Linked DNA regions of Oryctolagus cuniculus: regions 1 and 3 are each linked to region 2. Evidence: chromatin contacts called from public Hi-C and Micro-C data. All regions are on one chromosome and are shown on one strand. Each heading gives the region's core, a stretch centred on a gene start, on an enhancer-like site or on the middle of the called end of the contact. The rest is flanking DNA. Distances are from core to core; before and after follow the strand shown.

The links. Hi-C and Micro-C count contacts between places; a contact is called where the count stands out from the background.
Region 1: a Hi-C map of an unstated tissue shows a contact between it and region 2, with 1.7 times the contacts expected there. The contact joins the enhancer-like site here to the promoter of SPRED1 in region 2. A contact is called at or near these places in 3 of 6 Hi-C or Micro-C datasets (ear pinna, skin fibroblasts and an unstated tissue).
Region 3: a Micro-C map of ear pinna shows a contact between it and region 2, with 4 times the contacts expected there. The contact joins the enhancer-like site here to the promoter of SPRED1 in region 2. A contact is called at or near these places in 3 of 6 Hi-C or Micro-C datasets (ear pinna, psoas muscle and an unstated tissue).

Annotation. Positions count from the first base shown.
Region 1 is chr12:61,140,095-61,144,421 of mOryCun1.1, reverse strand. No RefSeq gene overlaps it. Among named protein-coding and RNA genes, the nearest start is that of TMCO5A, 95 kb to the right of the region's middle. Within about 2 kb of position 2,426, at least 2 of the 8 cell types and tissues checked have an H3K27ac peak or open chromatin away from gene starts, as enhancers often do. A contact at or near this core is called in ear pinna, where this site is marked.
Region 2 is chr12:61,317,932-61,322,358 of mOryCun1.1, reverse strand. It overlaps SPRED1 (sprouty related EVH1 domain containing 1), which reads right to left and starts at 1,540. Exons shown (of 7, transcript XM_008269229.4): 1 at 1,407-1,540. The coding sequence starts at 1,438.
Region 3 is chr12:61,071,285-61,075,259 of mOryCun1.1, reverse strand. No RefSeq gene overlaps it. Among named protein-coding and RNA genes, the nearest start is that of TMCO5A, 26 kb to the right of the region's middle. Within about 2 kb of position 2,304, at least 2 of the 8 cell types and tissues checked have an H3K27ac peak or open chromatin away from gene starts, as enhancers often do. A contact at or near this core is called in ear pinna, where this site is marked.

The sequences.
Region 1 (4,327 bases), core at 1,177-3,676, 180 kb after region 2:
GTTTAGATTTGTCTTGTTATTCTCTGAGACTTAGAATATGTGTGTATTTTTTCCATTCAAACAAACCCAATATGCTCTTAGATCTCAATCGGAAGCTTGTAGATAGGAGAGGGCATCCAAGATCAAATCTACCTCTAGATATCTACAGGAGATACCATGAAGTGATGTTGAGGTGAGCAGATGGCACGCCCCATCCCCTCCTCCTTTCTTACACACACACACACACACACACACACCATGCAGTGAATGATACAGGGTTTGGTTTAAAGATGGGATCCCAGTGCTTCCTTGTTTGTATCAGGGTACAGTCGGCCAAACACATAGTTCCTTACAACTGGTTGTTTACCATGTTTGGCTGTCATTCTGGTCACCATTTTGTCTTTTTTTTTTTGACAGGCAGAGTGGACAGTGAGAGAGAGAGACAGAGAGAAAGGTCTTCCATTGCCGTTGGTTCACCCTCCAATGGCCGCCATGGCCAGCGCGCTGTGGCCAGTGTACCGCGCTGATCCAAAAGCAGGAGCCAGGTGCTTCTCCTGGTCTCCCATGGGGTGCAGAGCCCAAGCACTTGGGCCATCCTCCACTGCACTCCCTGGCCACAGTAGAGAGCTGGCCTGGAAGAGGGGCAACCGGGACAGAATCCGGCGCCCCGACTGGGACTAGAACCTGGTGTGCCGGCGCCGCAAGGCGGAGGATTAGCCTAGTGAGCCGCGGAGCCGGCCTACCATTTTGTCTTAACGTGGACATAATCCTTGAGAGTTGTGACTTTTTCAGACTGCTTAATGCCTGCCTGTTTAATCAGGTGGACATAACCCACAATATAATTCTCTACAGAAGGTGACTTTGGAGAGCATAAAGATCATACAACAGTAACAGAAGTGCCCCTCACTTTTCAGAGTTTGTGTTTTCTCCAGTCGTTGCGTACTTCTATCTCCTTCCAATTTACGTTATTTTTTTTTTTTTAATGCAGCTTTATCTTTGTTTCAGCTTGGCCATTAGATGGCCTTGGCTTGGGTCAATCCACTGGACTCTAGCAAATCATGCATGAGCCAGAAGGGATTGGTGAAGCAGGAGTAGAAGGTTCTTGTTTAGTTACATTGGTAAGTCAAAAATCCCAGGTGAACAATCATGTATCATAATTGTAGATTTGCTTTTTAAAGAATAATATCCATTTGTCTGGAAACCCTCATGACTTGGTAGCTCCTTTAATCTGAAAACCTGGAATTCCGCCTGCCTGGGAGTTGTTGGTGACAGTAGAGTTTGCAGAGACAGATAGCTGAAGAGAGGAAAATAGAGATTATCATTCTCAACTGAAGATTAAGAAATTACCCTGAGAAGTAAAGTGGCTTATCTGTGGTCAGGAACTGTAGCGACAGAATTGGATTTCTGTTCTTTTGATTCCCAAGATCGCCCTCGAGACCTCTGGTGTGCCCATGCCAGGGAAGCCTGCAGCTGAGAGAGTGATCAGAATCTAGATCCCCGGGGGAATGCCAAAGCCGCTTCATCCGATTTGATAAGATCAGAAGAGCACCAGCACATGCCGCTTATCCATGTTGGGAAGGCGTACGTTCTTAGCTCAACTTCCCTTTTTTCCTGCCTGTTGTTTGTCCAGCAGCCGGAAAAATGAAGAGAAGACCTCTCCTTTATTTACCAGATGACCCATGGCCTTCTTAGTCAGGGTTCTCTGGAAGTTAGGGTGGAGACTTTTATTTGTCCTGTGTTTTGGGCAATAAAAGGGGAGGGGCTGCGTCATTCAGCCAGTCTTTGGCTCCTAAAAAACCAAAAGGCAGTGCTATTTACTCAGTCTTTGGGCTACTAAGTGCCGGGGTGGCCTGTGTTGACTTAAATGAGCTCTTGCCTTTGGGTGGGGCTCTGCAGAGCTGTAGTCATGTGAGGTTGCCAGGGCAACTTCGCGTCTTAGGAGCTGGAATGCTTCAAGAAGTACAAAGAGGGGACTGGAAGAGCACATTGCAACTTACAGTCATGTGTCCAATAACATGTCATCTTTCTGTAAGAGTTTTTATTTTTATTTTAGTTCACGGGACTGAAAGATCAGAAGCAGGAAATTAGCTGGAGAGGGTGAAGAAAAAGGAAAATTAGGGAGGGGGCACTATTTCTGTTCCTTATGTGGGCAACGGTTAGACAAGGAGAACATCTGGTCCTGGAGTGGGCCTCTGCAGCCCTGCTTTTAATTACCCCGTCATTTGGGCTCAGGCTAAATTAGTGACTGTGGGAGCAGCTCAGATCTCCACACTGACAGGCCTGGAGAACTCAACTTAGCCTGCCACATAGTCAGAGGGGAAATACGGAGCTTCCGGTTTCATATTTAAACCAGGGATTGACTCATAATTGTAGCTGTCAGGAGGGTGATGGAGACATTATGTAACCTGGTTCTTATGGCGATGTGTGTTTAAGGTTTCTGCTCTGTAAATTCCAGAGGAAATTTTGTGCCCGTTGAGGGAGAGCGTGCTGGCTGCTCTGCGGTGTGCGCCACTGGGTAATGGCAGTGCTATTAAAGGTTCCCGAGTCTGCCCGAGTCCAAACATGAATGAGTTTCCCCCTGAAAGGCCCTCCTGTTTTTCCATAGACTTTTCAATGTGGATGAGGTTAGGCAAACCCTGGTAGGCGGTGAAGAGGCAGTACGCGGACCCAATAGGGGAATTTAACAAGAGCAAGCCACTCAGGCCCATGGCTCTCCCTCCCTCCCCTGCCCCACCCAGGACCACATCGTTCTTCCCCTATTTCCCATCATGCCCAGCCTCTGAGATTCTGGAAATGCACATGTGTGACTTCTGGAAACAAAGCGCTGGGGCTGTGTGGCTCATTTGCTCCATTTTTCTTCTGCTTGTAGCTTGCCACTCAGAGGCTCCAGGGCCTCTGTGGACAGGTATGGATTTTCTGGGCAGCCAGGTCAAGCTTGACAAACACCCAGAGTTTGCTGCCACCAAAAAAAAAAAAAAAAAAAAAAAAAAAAAAGTCAGATGTACCTGTTTAATTTTAACCTTAAAAGAATGTGCTTTCCACAGTTTTTTTGTCTTCAAATTGTATGATACCATTTATAGAAGGGGCCAGCGTTGTGGTGCAGCGGGTTAATGCCCTGGCCTGAAGCACCGGCATCCCATATGGGTGCTGGTTCTAGTCCCGGATGCTCCTCTTCTGATCCAGCTCTCTGCTGTGGCCTGGGAGAGCAGAAGATGGCCCAATTCCTTGGGTCCCTGCACCCATGTGGGGGAACTGGAAGAAGCTCCTGGCTCCTGGCTTCAGATCGTCGCAGTTCTGGCCATTGCGGCCAATTGGGGAGTGAACCATTGGATGGAAGACCCCTCTCTCTCTCTCTCTCTGTCTCTCTGTGCCTCTCCTCTCTGTGTAACTCTGACTTTAACCAAAATCTTTAAAAAAATATCCAGGTCAATGTAAAGAGACAGAAATAAAGATTAGTGATTGCCTGTATCTGGTGTATGGTTGTTGGGGAAGGGCCTCAGGAGAAGGCGGCAAGAGGGAGTGACTGCTGAAGGGGTCGGGGACTCGAAATGTTTTACAAGTAGGTCTAAGTAGAAGTTGTATACCATTGGGTGGTTCACGTTAGAATGGTTAAGTTTGTGTTCTGCGGACTTCATCTCAAAAGACAAAGAAAGAAAAAGGCTCACCATTGTGCGACCTCCCTGGGCTATTGCGTCGCGCAGCCCAGGCCTCAGCCTGTGCTCCTGGGAGCAAGGACAGCAGCGGGAGAGGCTCTGGTGTGTCCTGGTTCACTGAGGACACGAACCCATTTCCTTCTTGCTCTTCAGAACTTTTGAACTCTGCCCCCAGCTCAGCCGTGCCTAACACCAGCAGTGGGAATGAATGGGATGGGACGAATCCGGGATTTGGACACTGACCCTGTCAGGGTGTGTCCCTCCCTCTGCTGCTTGCAGTAGACTCCTAGTGACCTGCTCTTGGTAAACTCCAAGCTCTTAGGGTGACCAACAAAATTTGCCTGGCTGGGTCCTCCAAGACACTTGCAGCCTCCCCTGCGGTATCTCCCAGCGGCAGCAGCACCCCACCCACCCTCCCCCCCGGCCAGGCTGCCTCTTCCCTGCACACCTTCACATACTCAGTGGTCCCCAGGATTGCTCATCTCTGACTCTCCAACCCTCTCCTCCGCAAACCCCCATCTGAACCAGAAGACACAGTTTAAGGCAGGACTCCCCTGACTGGGAGAGCACGCTGTAGGGTGCATATAGTCTGTGGGCACGCACACATGTGCAAACACCCCTGGTCTTCCCAGTGCCTTGGGTGTCTGAAGGTTTAGGTCTGGTTTCCTGCCACTGTGTGCAGTCTGCCCCAGCTC
Region 2 (4,427 bases), core at 291-2,790:
ATTTCCTGAACTCAAACAGCTACACGAAGACAGACAAACAAGCTTCGAATTTTTCCTTGGGAAATTCTTTCAAGATGTCCAAGGTGATAGATGTTTAATTATTTTTTTTATGAATGAAGACTGTGCTATGCAAATGAGGGCGATTCACAAAAAGCGAGAGAACATGGCGGCCACTTCTGCTTCTAGGCTGCACTGACACTGCAGCAATCTACCTCCTTCTACACCCGCACATCAGAAGCTTGTGCTCTTAAAGCGGGTTGGGGGTTGGGGGTTGGGGGTAGACGCTACTTGGCATGTACGACAGACCTCGGCATTGGACTTTTAAAGCTTTTTCTCAAAAAGGTCTGACTTGAGGAATGCACTTTATTTAGAGGAATGCATCCTAAAGGCTAGTCCGAACTCACTTAACTCTTTCCAACCCGCCAAAGACAAACAAAACTTAAACTGAATGACAAGGAAACGGATGCTAACATCCTGCACGGAATTAAAACCCTTCTCCATAGAAAACCGTGCCCAACACCATTATTCCTCCAGGCAGCTGTTACGTTAAAGTCAAATGTTTAAAAAGGCAAATAGTTTGGAAAACATGGGGACATCCCAAAATAAGCAAAACTTAAGCCAGAATGCTCTAGAAGTTGATGAAGTCACCAACATGTTAAGCAACGTAAAATTCTGTTCAATTAACGGAAACCGGAGTATTTTAACACAACCCAAGGACAAAAATTAGAACTCCAAATTCTTCAATGTTCTTGATGAAGACACGTCCAATATTCCCAAAAGTAAACATAACAGCTCGACATCCCCCACACCCCAGGAGTCCTTAATCCTATTAAAGTCCAAAAATGTTTCCCTAACCCCATTTTTTTACAGGAATCTCACAGGTCACAAGTTTAAAAGGGGGAGTGGGGGTGGGGTGAAGGCTTAATAGGTATTTAAGAGTCATTGACTCATCGAATTAAGATTCAAGAGCAGTTTGCTACAGGAGGTGCTCCCACACATCAGTTTCCCAGTGAAATAGCCAGACAGGAAGCACGATGGATATATTCAAGATATGTTGGCTGACGATAAAACGAAAGAGGACAGGCCAAGGGTCTCCCAGGCGGAGGGGTCACTGCTACTGTCCCGATCCGTCCGCTTACTCCATCTCAGGGATGTACAACTGCCATCCCAACCCAACACTGAATCTGAATCCCCTTCCCCGACAGAAAGCAAGTTAACGCAGGGAGAGCGGAGGGCTGCTGCCATGAAATAAAATGGCTCAAGAAATCAGTTACATCCAGAAGCAGACGCACCGAACTCTCCAGGGGCGCAGGCTTTCGGGCGCCCGAGTCTCGAGGGGTCTGGGGCAGTGCAGACGAATGACTGGGGAGTGGGGGATTAGCAATCAAGATCAATGAGGCGCTTACTCGTTGTCAGAAGTCGCCGTCTCCTCGCTCATCTTTCCCTCAACGCGATCCGATCTGGAGATGGAGGAGCAACAGCAGGCAGGGGGGCAGCAGCAGCAGCACCGAGGGGCAGGAGGCAGCGGCGGCCGGGGGGGCGCGGGCGCAGCGGCTCAGGGGCCTCACCATGGTGGATGCCTCACCCGGAACGGTGCCCCCCCAGCCGGGAACCCCGGCCACCCCCGCAGGGGGGTGGCGGCAGCAACCTTCTCCGTGGCGACCCCAGCCTCTTCCCCTGCCTCAGCGCCCAGCCGAAGGATCCGAGGCGGCCAGGGGAGGGGAGGTAGGGGTGGGGGAAAAAAAAAAAAAAAAGAAGGTAAGGGGACTGCAAAGGCTGACTGGAGAGCTGCTCCTCCGGCCGCCGGGGTGGAGCGCCGCGGGGTCCGGCCAGGAAGGAGCGGGCGGGCGGGCGGAGAAGCCGGGAGCAGAGGCGGCGCTTCCCTCAGGGATGCGGCGAGGAGGAAGAAGAGCTGCGCCCGGTGGGGGCCGGCGGGGGAGTACCGAGCCCAGGCTGCGGGCGGCGGCGCGGTCCCGCCGGAGCCCACCCCACCATCTCCCGCCTCGCCGCTCTGGGCTGCCGCTCAGACCCCGGCGGCGCCTGGGTCGCTGCTGATCAGGCACGCACAGAAACGGGCGAGGGGCCCCACGGCGGCGGATTCCTCCAGACACGCTCCAGCCGGGACTCCTCCTGAGGGGGAGGAGGGGTGGCGGGGAGCGGGAGGCGAGGGGCAGGCGGGCCGGTGGCTCCCACCCGGGCCAGAGAGGAGCGAGCCGGCGGGCGGGCGCCGGGGAGGAAGGGGGACAAGGCGCCAAGGAGCAGCGGGAGGGGAGCGGAGCAGCCGCAGGTCCCCCGCCAGCCCGTGCCCACCGGCGGCTCCGCGGGCCAGCACCTCACGCCCGCTAGAGGGGAGCCGCGAGGGGGGCGGCGGAAGCGCTCACGCCGCCCGCTCCTTCCGCCGCCGCCGCCGCCGCCGCCGCTGCCCGAACCGGGGGCGCCCGCGGGAGAAGGAGGCGAAGTAGTCCCTCGCGACTTCTCCCGGTCGCTGGCTTCCCGCGGGGCTAGAGCAGGCGCAGGGCGGGGCTGCCGAGCTGGGCAGCCTGGGCTCTGAGGAGGTGTGGAGGGGAGGACTGAGAAGCTGCGGCCTGCGGGCGAATCACTGCAACTCGAAGTCGTGTGCAGCATAGCAAGTTTCAGGAAAGTAGTCCCCTCCTCCCTTCATTTCCCAAATCGTTGTCGAGCCGCTCGGGCGGGGAGAGGAGGAGGAGGAGGAGGAGGAGGAGGAGGGAGGCGGAGGGATACGCCATGCGCCGCGCTCAGTGTGCGTGCGCGCGCTCCAAACTCTTGGCACGCCGCGGAGGGGGCGGGGGTGGGAGCCGCGAGGGGAGCTGCGAGCGAGGGCGCATTGTTGCAGCGCGCTGCTTGCTCCCCGTTACTCGGCTTGCACTCTCCGGGTGGCTGGATCGAGCGGACTGGAAAGATAGTGTGTTCCGGGAGGAAATTCTAGAGGGCCCTCTTCTGTGTGTGTGTGTGTGTGTGTGTGTGCGCCTTCCTTGCAAAGAATGGAGCTGGCAAGAGTTCATCTTTAGTTAGTGGGGGGTTTTACCGGCAGGGACTGTGCAAAAAGAGCTCCGCCTGCTGTCCCTCTGGTTGCACTGCTGCTGTCCCCTAGCTGCGTGCACAACGTGTGTGTGTGTGTGTGTGTTTGTGTGTGTGTTTTAATTCCCAGTGCCTGGATTCTTACTGCGCAAGGGGTTTGCTGTGCAGGGCATTCATCTTCCAAAGCTGGAATGGTTGTTAATGGAGAACGACTTCCATTGAAGCCCAGGGTAGGCGTGTTACATGAGTTCTGGCGCAGCCAGAAGCACAGGAAATAACTCCCGCTGCGAGTGAGGTTGCATAACTATAGCGCAGGAGATGCCTCTGTGGCACCAACTGCTCTGAGCAGAGGCAGAAAGAGTATTGGATCAGCAGCTGCCACCTTTATGATGCGTTCATCTTAAAAGGTGTTTGCACGGAAACCTGCTCAAGTTGTAGCCTGGACCTAGGTCTGCCCAACCAGACAATTCGGAGCTCCTGGCCCTGCAAATTCTATCTATTCGCTACCTAGAAAGCCTACCCATGATCCTTCCTGGAGGACTGAGTTCCAAGCGCTCCCAAGTTTCTGACCCATCTCCCCAGGTGTCAGTCTAGCTCAGTCAGTGCACAGTGCTTTTTCTTCGTTCTCTGGTTGCTGCTCCTCCTCCTGCAAGAAGTAGAAGAGTTCCTGAGGAAGAGGTGGGAGAATGTACCAAATGTAGCACTCCTACCACCCATCTTCAGGAAGCTTCAGGATTGCCGATTTCCCAGCAGAGTGGATGCACTAGCCTGTTAGCAGTGTTTTCATGTGGCTGTGCTGAATAGATGTTTGAAGAGTGAATGAAGGAATTAAGTTAGTATGCTCATAAGACCATCCTTTGATTTCTGGTTTCTTTATGTAGCTGGCTTAGCAATTGCGTCCTCAGAGAAAGGAAGGGGCGATTTTGGGGTTGGGTAACGGGGGAGAGGTGTGAAGGTGGGTGCAGTGGAGAGGGTGTGTGATCTGGAATAAACGGAAAAGACTTCTCAACTTGCCTTTTTGAACTTGTTCTTGCTAATCACATGTTATTGGGACTACTGGTACTAGCCTTTTTTTTTTTTTTTTTCCAGTACTTTCACTAACCACTTTGGGCATGTAGGATTGTCTCAAGTCCCATAATTTATAAACTGTGTTTTTGGTTAAGTTACTTCAACTCTGGGGCCAGTGCTGTGGTGCAGTAGATTAATCCTTCACCTGCGGTGCTGGCATCCCATATGAGTGCTGGTTGAGTCCCAGCTGCTGCACTTCCGATCCAGCTCTCTGCTATGGCCTGGGAAAGCAGTGGAAGGTGGCCCAAGTCCTTGGGCCCTGCACCCATGTGGGAGACCTGGAAGAAGCTCCTGGCTTCTGTCTTCCATAGGCCCAGTCC
Region 3 (3,975 bases), core at 1,055-3,554, 250 kb after region 2:
TCTGTGTGTTCCCTTTAGTTCTGTCAGGTAGAACCATGTTCTTCTCCAAAGATGGTCTAGTGTTTTGGTCCTCCACACACGATTGCTACCGTTACCTTCCTTTTATGAATTATCTCTTGTGGGATCCTTTAGGATTCCAAAGTGAGTTCGAACCTACAGGTGCCTGCTGGTGGCACACAGGGATTAAATAGACTGAGTGTGATGGGCTGAGTGGACTTATAAACGGATGACCCTGTACTCTGCGGCTGGCTGTTAGTTCTGTTTTGAGTAATTGTCCTCATGAGAGAATTCCATCCAGTGGTGACAAAACTTTCCATTTTTAAAAAAGAAGCCCCAAACCTAGGTTTTTAAATGATACCTCTAGGGATTTTTAATGTTTCTGACAAATGAAAGATTTTTAAAAACACAGTGTGAGTTGAACAAGTGCAGCCATGTATTGAACTGGGTCCGTGAGCTATCACTTTGCTGTGCCTGATGTGGGATAAACAGAGAAATCCTCAGATTCGGTTTTGCTTGTACCCCAAGTCATTCCTTGGCCCCAGAACTTATGACTGCTGAACTCCTTGGTTTTCATTGGCACTTAGTTTTTCTAAATGCTATCTTTTCAGGATCTAGTTCCTTCCCTTCTGGGAGGAAATTAGCCAACCTAATGAAATTCTTCCTAATGGGAATTTTTCTTTGGGTCTTCTCTTCCTTCTCAGTTAAGCTGTGTATTTTAAGATCAATGCTATAGGGATATGCTTGTAGCAGCTTTTATCTAAAGTTGGAGGTTTTAAAGGTATAACAGGGTCAAAAGCTCATGGCAGGCCATAGAGGAATATTTCTGTATAATGGGTAGTGGTACCTTGTGCCAGCTCCAAATCATAGGTGCCATCAAGCTGTCAGTGTTTGGGCCCAGCCCTGCAGACACACTGAGCTCATGGTCATGCTGTTATTGGTATTAGTAGTGGTATTAGTGTTAGTATTAGTTCTTAGACAAGAGAATCACTAAAGGACTTCTGTTAGCTTTCTTTTTCTCAGGTTGAGAGTGCTTTTTGGTGTTGACAGGTACCACATTAAAAAAAAAATTGTGTATTTACCCGGTAATTGGATGCATTTGGAATCTTCTATGTTGCCTAAGCCCTATTTAGCATTCTTAACAATATTCCTCCTAAATTTAAACATTTAAACAAAAGATTTAGATTGCATAATTTAGACAGCTGGTTCAACTTGCTCATATTGACAGGGGGAGAGCTTATTTTGGGGTTTTAAAGCTCAAAACTACTTTCTGGTCTTCCCTGCCCATTAGCCAGGGCAGCCAACACCAGTGAAATATCTGCTGCTTCCATCTTGGGTTCCAGGCAGCACTTAACAAGGCCCTGAGATCAGTAGTTGAAGAACCCCCTGCCCCACCCCGAGCCCCATCAAGCCACCCAGCTCCCTCCCAGGCGTAATTAGATTCTGTGCCAAGATTGCACACGTCCAAGTGTCTAGCATGAGTCACTCTTTTGCCCCAGGGTTGAAAAGATCGAATCAGTGAGTTAAATAACAGAAAGGTGATTTGGCTCCTTCTATTCGCCCTGAGAAGTGGGGTGAGGGCAGGGAAAAACCCATTTCTTTTTGGTGCTTATGTGCAGAATAAATTTTCCCTTAGAAGAGTGATGTCTTGACCAAAGTGTAGTGTAGAGATTTTCCATTTCTGAGAAGAAAGTAGTCTTGGAATAATGAGAAGGGCAATAGTTTGGAGGCGAGCACCACCATGTGGCTGAAGCGCAGATGGCGGTTCTTCAGGTTGCGTAACAGCCCGTGCTCCATGCCTCTGGAGACAGTTTTGCTATCTTCTCATCTGTTTCTTAACTCTGTTCTGAGTCATCGCAGAGCAGCCCAGTGATAAAAATAATATTTTCGGCAGTGTCATAAACTGCTGGGCTCCCAAGGATTGTGCACTTCTACAGAATGGCTGACCAAGCTGCAGGCAAGTGACAGCGGAAGATTCACAGAGCAGCTTTTACCAGATGGAGCGTATTGTTTGGAATTAGCCACTGGACTCTCAAGAGAAAGCTACCAATTTGGACTCTGAGAAATACCAGTGTCTGCTACTGAGGGGACTTTCTGACCTTTACTGGCTAAAGAAAACACAGGTTACAGTAGGGGAAAAGTAACATCTGGTTACAGAGTCAAAAGAATTTTACAAACCACGTGGTCTGTCTCCCATGGACTGGAAACAGGAGATAAAGGTTTTTTCTGTCACTTATGGAGTCATAATGAAGACAAAAGGGTGGGAAAATAAAGAGAAGCCCTATTGACTGTACTTTTAGATCATAAGCTCATGGTAGGAGACTGGTGCAGATAGGATAAAGATTTTTGGCTCCAGAGTAATTTTTCCTGTGCAGTTGGCACCCAGATTCTTGGAGCTGAGTGAGGCTAGTCCCTCTCCTTTTGCAGGTTTTTTTTTCCCCCTCACTTCCAGAATGCTTAGAACACGGGCGTTGGGAGTCAGCTCCAGTACGTGGAGGTAGTGAAAGCTGTTTATAAAGACCTAGCACATTGGCCGGCGCTGCGGCTCATTAGGCTAATCCTCCACCTTGCGGTGCCGGCACACGGGTTCTAGTCCCGGTCGGGGCACTGGATTCTGTCCCGGTTGCCCCTCTTCCAGGCCAGCTCTCTGCTGTGGCCCAGGAGTGCAGTGGAGGATGGCCCAGGTGCTTGGGCCCTGCACCCGCATGGGAGACCAGGAGAAGCACCTGGCTCCTGGCTTCGGATCAGCGCGGTCCGCTGGCTGCGGCGGCCATTGGAGGGTGAACCAACGGCAAAGGAAGACCTTTCTCTCTGTCTCTCTCTCTCACTGTCCACTCTGCCTCTCAAAAAAAAAAAAAAAAAAAAAGCTAGCACCACTTAACATTTCACAACTACTCTTCTAGTCCTGTTCTTTCCTTCATATAACACCCTAACTGTAAACAGGTCTACCAGCTCTTAGAACGGTAAGCTTAATTGTAGAAACCTGACAAGGTGTGCTCACATTTGCTCCCTTTGGAGAGTTATTAGAGTGGTGGGAGACAGAAGAGTTCTCACTCCCACAGTGACGAATGTCTTTATACATCCCCTTGAGGCCTTCCTGTCCCTGGCCTGCTTCCCACAACCATCAGCATTAACATATTGGGAATTCAGGTGGAGAGAGCTCCTTGAGTGTGGACTGATGACCATCTGGAGGGACTTTTTTGGGACTACAATCACCTCCTTCTGTAGAAGGTCATTTATTGCCCTTAAGTGACAGGAAGCTGGGAGGGCCAGCTGACATGGTAAACAGATTTAGGATCCCAAAGATTCTCAAGCAGTGGGAATCTGAGAGACTGAATGAAACAAAATGCAATTAATTACAATGATTACCAAGTCCTATATTTAGTAACTTTTTGGCATTGGGCAATTTAACTGCCCCCTTGACATTCCTGAGAGTAGGGACACCATAACAAAAAAAACCCATGGGAACACTAGAACTCCAACTCAGGGAAATTATGACTGCTGTCTTTGTACTAGCCATGAGAAAATCTTGCCATGCCTCTTCTCCTCTATATCTCCTTACTCTCTGAGCTGGATATTCCATTGCTCTTTTTTTTTTGTTATACCTATTTTAATTTGGAAACCTGCTAATGAAGGTGTGGGAGCCTCTCGAATGCCACTGGTATCACCACTCTTTCACTGGAGGACTCCCTTTCTCTGTCACTGGGTAATCTGAGTAATTCTGTTAATTCCCTCACCCTCCAGCTGGGAGACACTGGCAGTAGACCCTTGCACTGTAGAAGATTCTAACTTCTGTCCTGAGTTAGGGTTGGGAAGGCGGCAGAGTAGGAAGCCCCAGGAATCTGTCTCCACACCCAGGTAAACAATAGAATTGTCAGAATCTGTCTGATGCAACTTTTGGAACTCTGAAGTCTATTTGAAGGCTTACAGTTTCCAGAGGAAGGCGTGGACCAGTAAATTGTGGATAATTTTAGTTCT